Linked DNA regions of Mus musculus: region 1 is linked to region 2. The links are chromatin contacts, called in public Hi-C maps. All regions are on one chromosome and are shown on one strand. Each heading gives the region's core, a stretch centred on a gene start, on an enhancer-like site or on the middle of the called end of the contact. The rest is flanking DNA. Distances are from core to core; before and after follow the strand shown. Region 1 overlaps Dis3l2 (DIS3 like 3'-5' exoribonuclease 2). Region 2 overlaps Cops7b (COP9 signalosome subunit 7B).

Region 1 (3,290 bases), core at 331-2,830, 280 kb after region 2:
TTTCATGGCTTCTGTGGAAGAAACTCATCCTTGAGCTCTGTCTTCTCCCCTAATGTCTCTCCTAATATAGGGGCTGGGCCGAAGGCTGCTTCCTTCTTTCATCTTATTGTCATAATTTAACAGCAAGCTAAGTTGGTCAAACTTTTCTAAAGGAGTTTTCCAAAAGCTTCCATGTAGACATTTCACAATAGCAACTTTGGAGCTTGACATGATGGCACCTGCCTATAATCCCAGTACTTGGGAAGCTGAGGCAGGAGAATTCCCAGTTGGAGAGCATCCTGGATATGTAATCAGACTGTCAAAAACAAGGGCATAAGGAGCTAAAGGGATCTGCAACCCTATAGGCGGAACAACATTATGAACTAACCAGTACCCCGGAGCTCTTGACTCTAGCTGCATATGTATCAAAAGATGGCCTAGTCAGCCATCACTGGAAAGAGAGGCCCATTGGACACGCAAACTTTATATGCCCTAGTACAGGGGAACGCCAGGGCCAAAAAGGGGGAGTGGGTGGGTAGGGGATTGGGGGTGGGTGGGTATGGGGGACTTTTGGTATAGCATTGGAAATGTAAATGAGCTAAATACCTAATAAAAAATGGAAAAAAAAAAAAAAAACAAGGGCATGTGAGGACCAATGTTGACTTCCCCATGAGTAAAATTGCAGGAGTTCCAAGAAGTTCTGCCTTTTGCCCTTCTTCCTCTGGTCAGAAAATCTCTCCGGAATGTACATTTGTACTGTAGTCGTAGCCTTCATGAGGATTTTCATATTAACTTATTTTAGAAAAGAGACAGAGACCTACATGTTATTTATTTATTCACTAATACAGTTCATTGTCCACTCTCTGCTCTGTCCACAGGCAACTGGCTAAGAGTCTTGGGCAGGCTGGTGAAATCGAGCCTGAAACAGAAGGGATACTGACAGAATATGGTGTGGACTTCTCTGATTTCTCTTCAGAAGTTCTTGAATGTCTCCCTCAAAGCCTGCCCTGGACAATCCCACCTGATGAGGTGGGCAAGAGAAGAGACCTAAGGTAAACATGGGGAACACCTGGGAACAGCTGTTCCTGCTCTGTCTTCTCCCCTGATGTTTCTTCTAGGGGTCGAGCTAAGATATTTCCTTCTTTTATCCACTGTTTGGATTCAGTTGAAAGTCTGGTGCTTCTGTACCAGAGGTCAGCAAGTGACGGATTACCAGCTAAATCCAGCCCACCACTTGAGCTCATCAACTGAAGATGGATTTCAGATTTTAATGATTTGAAAACTGTCAGCAATAATTAATAGCTATGAATAGTTACTAATCTTCCTAAAGTGATATGAGATTCATAATTCTGTGTTTAGTCACATTGCAGTAGAATACAACTATATATGGTTCTTTGCTTATATATTGCTCAACCATGACATTCTTCATGACAACTTCAAAGTTATTGCAACATTTGTGTTGCCTTAAAATGTTGACCCTTTGTTCTTTTGCAAACATTTTGCAAACATTTGTTTCTAGAATGGTTCTAGACCATTCTAATTTCAAAAGATTGCAGGTGGTTTTACCTAGTCTCTTCTCCTTGCTGGACCCCAGTCTCATGACAGAAAGGCAGTGTTATCTGCTTAGAAGTGCTTCCTCTAAGTGGGCCTCTCTAGGCACATAGCAGAGGATTCAGGACCTTGTGCTTGGAGGCTCATTTTAAAGCTTTACTTTTAGGTCTGGAATTTATTGGAAAGTACTTTTGTGGTATTTTTATAACAACATCTTCTTTGAAGATGTTTCTTCATTGTGGGATGTTAGTTCTTTTCTGATATTTCTCTTCAGAATTTGGTTTCAGTACTGGCATTCATTCTGGATGCCACATGGAGATACTTAGAACCAAGAAAGTTTTCATACACCCCACCACGGAGGCTGTGGAAGGTTTTTGCTGAGGTTATCCCGTGTCAGTGTCTTTCCACCACACTTGCTTGCTTTGTAGCTGAACTTATGGTGCCTTCAGCTCCAAGTGTCCAGTCTGAGGGTCCTTTTCTGCCCTCTCAGGCATTGTATCTTTTGAGAACGTACTGTCTGTTTTTTGCTTTTCTTGCTGAGAGTGTGTGAAGAAAATGAGATAATAATCCCTTCCTACCCTTCAGTGTGGCTGATAGAAACACATGGATTTCAGTTCATTTGGCACAGTGTGCTCCTGGATGTTACTGCGTAACACATAGGGGTTATCTCCTCTGGACCCTGAACCTGGACCTTCTGGAGCCTTTGTTGCACAATTGAGAGCTTACTGAGATCTTTTCCTGGATTTAGGACTATATAAAAAACTTGATGAAGCCAGATGTGGTGACACAGATTTGGGAGCATGAGGCAGGAGATCCAGGATGCTCCACAGTGAGTTGTAGACCAGGCTAGGCTGCATGGTAAAATCCTGCCTCAGAAAACAAAAGACCTCTAGGCTGGGTATGATGTATTCTTAAAGGAGAGTGTCAAAGAATTTAAAAAGTGGGAAAAGAGACTAAAACCAAACAAAAAAAAAGAAAAATTATCAAGGAATGATTAAATTCAAACAATAATCATTATTTTTGAAGTCTAATTTAGTGCTTATTTAGTTTTCAATGTACTTTTTACCCCCAAATTCTGTTTACAGAAATGTATCTTACTGAGTGAAGTATTCAAAGGTTTATGAGCCAAGATTTTCATTGCTGTTTTACTGTAAAAACTGCTGAGTCTATCAGTAATGGAATGGTTTAATAACTATGGTCTACCCATCCCTATGATGATGTTACCTACAGCTATGCAAAAAAGTGACTGTATCCATATTGTCTGTCCTAGAGAGGAGACCATCAAATACTGTTAAGTGAAAGAAGAAACTGCAGATCATGTGACTATGATTGTATTTTTGTGAAGTCAATAATCCAGAGCCATATAAATACACCTAAACATATGTAAAACATGCACATATCTGCACATTAAAAGTATGCATATATAGAAAATAGAAGGAAGTAAATCATCCTGGTCACATACATGATTAAAGTGGGAGGAAATTGGCTCAGGGTAGTAATAAAGAGGCAGGGAAGCAATAGTCAACTATTCACTTAGCATACCATTCCATTGCTAAAAGTCTTTAAAATAACTTCAAGAAATCATAAATACAAATGTCAGAAGATAGATATACTCATTTTTTTCTCTGACCTGATCATAACCTGCAGAAAATTATTAAACATTTCAGTGGTCACAAGAGCCAGGGTTACACCAAGTTATCCTTTTATGGCTCCATCTTGCCTTTGGTTTGGCCCTTGTTGCTTTCTGGGCTGAGCTACAG
Region 2 (3,689 bases), core at 68-2,567:
CCCTACTCTGTGCTGCTGAAAGACCTGGAGATGAGGAATCTCAGGGAACTAGAAGACCTTATCATTGAGGCTGTCTACACTGACATCATCCAGGGCAAACTGGACCAGCGAAATCAGCTCCTGGAAGTGGATTTCTGCATTGGCCGTGACATCCGGAAGAAAGATATCAATAACATTGTCAAGACCTTGCATGAGTGGTGAGGCTGGGAGATGGAGGGAGAATCTAGTAGGTCCTTTGTGCCTCTCTCTGCAGCACTGTGACTTTCAGAAGTGAGCTTGAGGAAGCCAAAGCTGGGGTCTTTGGACACTGAAACAGAGAGTGGGACTGCATTTGTGATTACAGCTGTGTGGCATTAGGAAGCTTGGAAAGATTCCTGGTGCCTGGCTTATAAAATTGATTTTAAATGCAGCTGGGCTGTTTAACAGTGGGCTATAAAATATTCATGTGGAGTTACAGGTAGAGTCTCTGCGTTCTGACTGTGCAGCACTAAATCTGCACCTTATAAACATACACCAAGAGCAGGAAGTTAGTGTTTGCCAGTGACATGTTGAGCTAGTAGTGCTAGTGAAGCATTGTGGGGAAGACAACTGTGAATAGGCCTTTGTGATCTGGAACACCGATGCATACAATATTTGACAGTCAAGGCAGCTGGGTGTGGTGGTACATTCCTGTAACCCCAATCCTAGCACTTAGGATGCCAAGGCAGAAGGATTGTGAGTTGGAGAATGTATCTCTTTATTCTCCCCTCCAATGAATAAAAGGAATTTAGTAAAAAGAACTGAGACTTTTGAGTATATTCTTATTTTAGTAGAATTGGATGCTTGCAAAAGTGATTACACGATTTATATTTGTTATGAGCTATTTATTTAAGTGATTTGGAGATTATGAAACCAGAGCATTTTTGGGAAGTGTGAGGAAGTTTTGAGGAAGAGAGCATTATTGAGAGTGGAGAGATTGTCCCCACATAGGCGTGTGGCATGTTGTATGTCACTAGGCAGAGTGGGCAGCTTTGTGCTGAGAGATAGGGAAACTTGCTTTTGTTTTTGTTTTATCAAAACAGGCCTTGTTCTCTAGCCCAGGCTTGCCTGGAACTAACTATAACTATGCATTCCAGGTTTGCCTTAAAGTCAGATTTGTCTGACTGCCTCCCAAGTGCCACCACACCCAGATGTTTTAATTTTATTATATATATAAAATAGGCATCTTGCTTACATGTATAGAAGTGCACTGTGTGTTTATCTAGTACATAGAGGTCAGAAGAGGGCGTCAGATTCCCTGGAACCGGAGTTGTGCATGATCATGAGCTAGTGTGTGGGTGTTGGAAACTGAACTTTGATCCTGTGTAAGAGCAGCAATTGTCCTAACCACTGAGTCATCTCTTCAGCCACCAGAAGAGATTCTCAGAGCTCCTATTTATATGTTACAGGTGGGCTGGAAATAGAATTATTGTCCTGAGAAGGTAAAAACATGGCAGAATGTTGGACATTTTGCATAGTAGTAAACAGTATGTGAATTTTCATTATATTGCTTTTCAAAACGTTTTTTATTTTATAAGACAAGATCTCATTTTGTAGACCTGGCTGGTATCAACCAGGCTAACCGTAAAATCAGAGGTCTGCCTGCTTCTGCCTCTGCTTCCTGAATGCTGAGATTAAAGGCATGTGTTACCAAGTGAGAAGGGAGAAGTGATTGTTAACTAGGAAATAACTTCAAATTCTAAGGAAAAAGGCAATCTCTAAAATACAACATTTATTTTTTTTTCTTTTGTAGAAAGGGATCAGTCAGTGTCACTTGTACTTTGTCCCTCTTTCAGTCTTAGTCTATAAAACTGTTTCTTATGGGCTGCGAGGACTGGAAATTAGAGCTGTAGTCCAAGAAGCTGCCCAAAAGCCTCCGCTGTGCCCTTGGCCTGTGTTACATATTTAGATGACCTTGTTGGGAAGGAGGGAGGGGACCAACACAACCACCTGGCAGCCCCCTGCTAAAGAAAGTCCTGTAAAGTGCTGGAAGGGTTTGGAGGGAGGAGACTGCCTGGGCTTCACTGCAGCTCAGGGCTGGCTTTTCCCATTGCAGGTGTGACGGCTGTGAGGCAGTTCTCTTGGGCATTGAGCAGCAGGTTCTGAGAGCCAACCAGTACAAAGAGAACCACCACCGGACTCAGCAGCAGGTGGAAGCCGAGGTAAAGAAAACCAGGGCATTTTTTCCTTTCCTTGGGGTGTGCCTAGGAATTAGTTTGCAGTGCCTTCATGTTGTCATTACTTTGGTGTGAGTATAACAAATAGCCAGTAAACACGCCTTGGGCTTAGTACTGGGATATAGGGAGTTAGCAGGGAGTGAGCAGGTTTAGAGTGTAGAATGCATACATCTGCACTGTACATATGATGTTGCAGCTACTGAGGAGAAGAAATGTTGTGCTGTGTGAGAGATGGCTAAGTGGTTACGTGGACTTACTGCTTTTACCGAGGACTTAGGTTTGGCTCTCACCACTCACACAGCAGCTCACAACCACCCAAAACTCTAGTTCTGGGTCTGCAGTGCCGCCTTCTGGCCTCCATGGGCTCTTACATGCACATGTACACAGATGTACATTCATGCACACGCACATGCACATGAATAAAATATCAAAAACTACTAAACTTTGAAATAAATGTGAGGAAGAGGCCAGGTTACCTCTGCCATACCAGTTAAAATAATACATTACCTACTGGCCTTCTAGAAGTTAGACAGACTGATGTGAACAGTGAGGGCAGGACTCAGGGCTTTGTTCATTGCCTGGAACCATGAGCTCATCTGGCTGAGCCATACTTGAGGGCTTACTGTATGCTCACCTGAACACAGCACATCTCTACAGAGGTAATTATGTCATATGCTCCTGTGTTCTTCTTCTGTTACGCTTGGCCCACATTATAACCATTTTCTCAATTGAATAGGTGAGATACATTTTTTCCCCATTTGTCTTTAAACTACATTGTTGTTCCCAGAGGGGAGAAACTAGATGTTTTCCTTCCAAGTCTTTAGAACAACAATTTTCTGGAGAGTTGTGCCTTCCAAAGCCCCCCTCTGAGTTCAGTCAGCCCTATGACAAACTGCCTGAGAATTCTCTTGTATTAGCCTTTTATCAAAAACCATTATTAAGTATATTCAGTGTACCTGGGGAGACATAATGCAACAGTAGCATTCCCGGGCTTTGCAGTGTCTCCGAGCAGCTACTCTGGAGGGAAAGGAACGATGGCTTGCAGCACCACAAAGCCCCTTTCATTGCATTTGCTTTTGGAATCTATTTTTCTTTATATTTGAATGTGCCTATGTCTGGTGTTTTGTGGGATATTAATATCTAGCTGTTGTTACATGTTCACAAAATAGGCTGTGTTCCACCCAACTTAGGTAATAGAACAAGAGTAAGTGGTTTGGTTTTGTGTGTTTGTGTGTGTGTCTGTGTGTGTGTGTGTGTGTGTGTGTGTGTGTGTAGAAAATCCCTCAGGAGTTGTTACAGTGTGTTAAAACTGTGTCTCCTGGGTACCTCTTAGAGAGCAGTTCTCATCATCTCTCACGTCTCTGTAGCATTTCCTGTGGTCTTGGCTTCTGTTTGCTTTCTTTGCTTTTGCTTACTTTTCAAAAATCAGCCCGGGCCCAGGCAGGCTTCAAGGCTTTCTACCCTCCACCCTCACTCAGCCTCTGGAGTTCTGGG

What was found. A called contact is a pair of places that touch in the nucleus more often than the background predicts.
Region 1: a Hi-C map of liver shows a contact between it and region 2, with 1.8 times the contacts expected there. The contact joins two enhancer-like sites. A contact is called at or near these places in 2 of 15 datasets of contacts at CTCF or cohesin (the NIH/3T3 cell line and stem cell-derived epiblast-like cells), 14 of 484 Hi-C or Micro-C datasets (the G1E-ER4 cell line, adipose-derived mesenchymal stem cells, cortical neurons and 5 more) and 1 of 9 other capture datasets (adipose tissue).

What each region holds. Positions count from the first base shown.
Region 1 is chr1:86,877,546-86,880,835 of GRCm38.p6, forward strand. It overlaps Dis3l2 (DIS3 like 3'-5' exoribonuclease 2), which reads left to right. Exons shown (of 21, transcript NM_153530.2): 9 at 858-1,031. Among named protein-coding and RNA genes, the nearest start is that of Gm41909, 49 kb to the right of the region's middle. Within about 2 kb of position 1,581, at least 4 of the 459 cell types and tissues checked have an H3K27ac peak or open chromatin away from gene starts, as enhancers often do. A contact at or near this core is called in liver, where this site is marked.
Region 2 is chr1:86,599,009-86,602,697 of GRCm38.p6, forward strand. Cops7b (COP9 signalosome subunit 7B) reads left to right here. Exons shown (of 8, transcript NM_172974.3): 6 at 1-197; 7 at 2,075-2,180. Among named protein-coding and RNA genes, the nearest start is that of Cops7b, 18 kb to the left of the region's middle. Within about 2 kb of position 1,318, at least 17 of the 459 cell types and tissues checked have an H3K27ac peak or open chromatin away from gene starts, as enhancers often do. A contact at or near this core is called in liver, where this site is marked.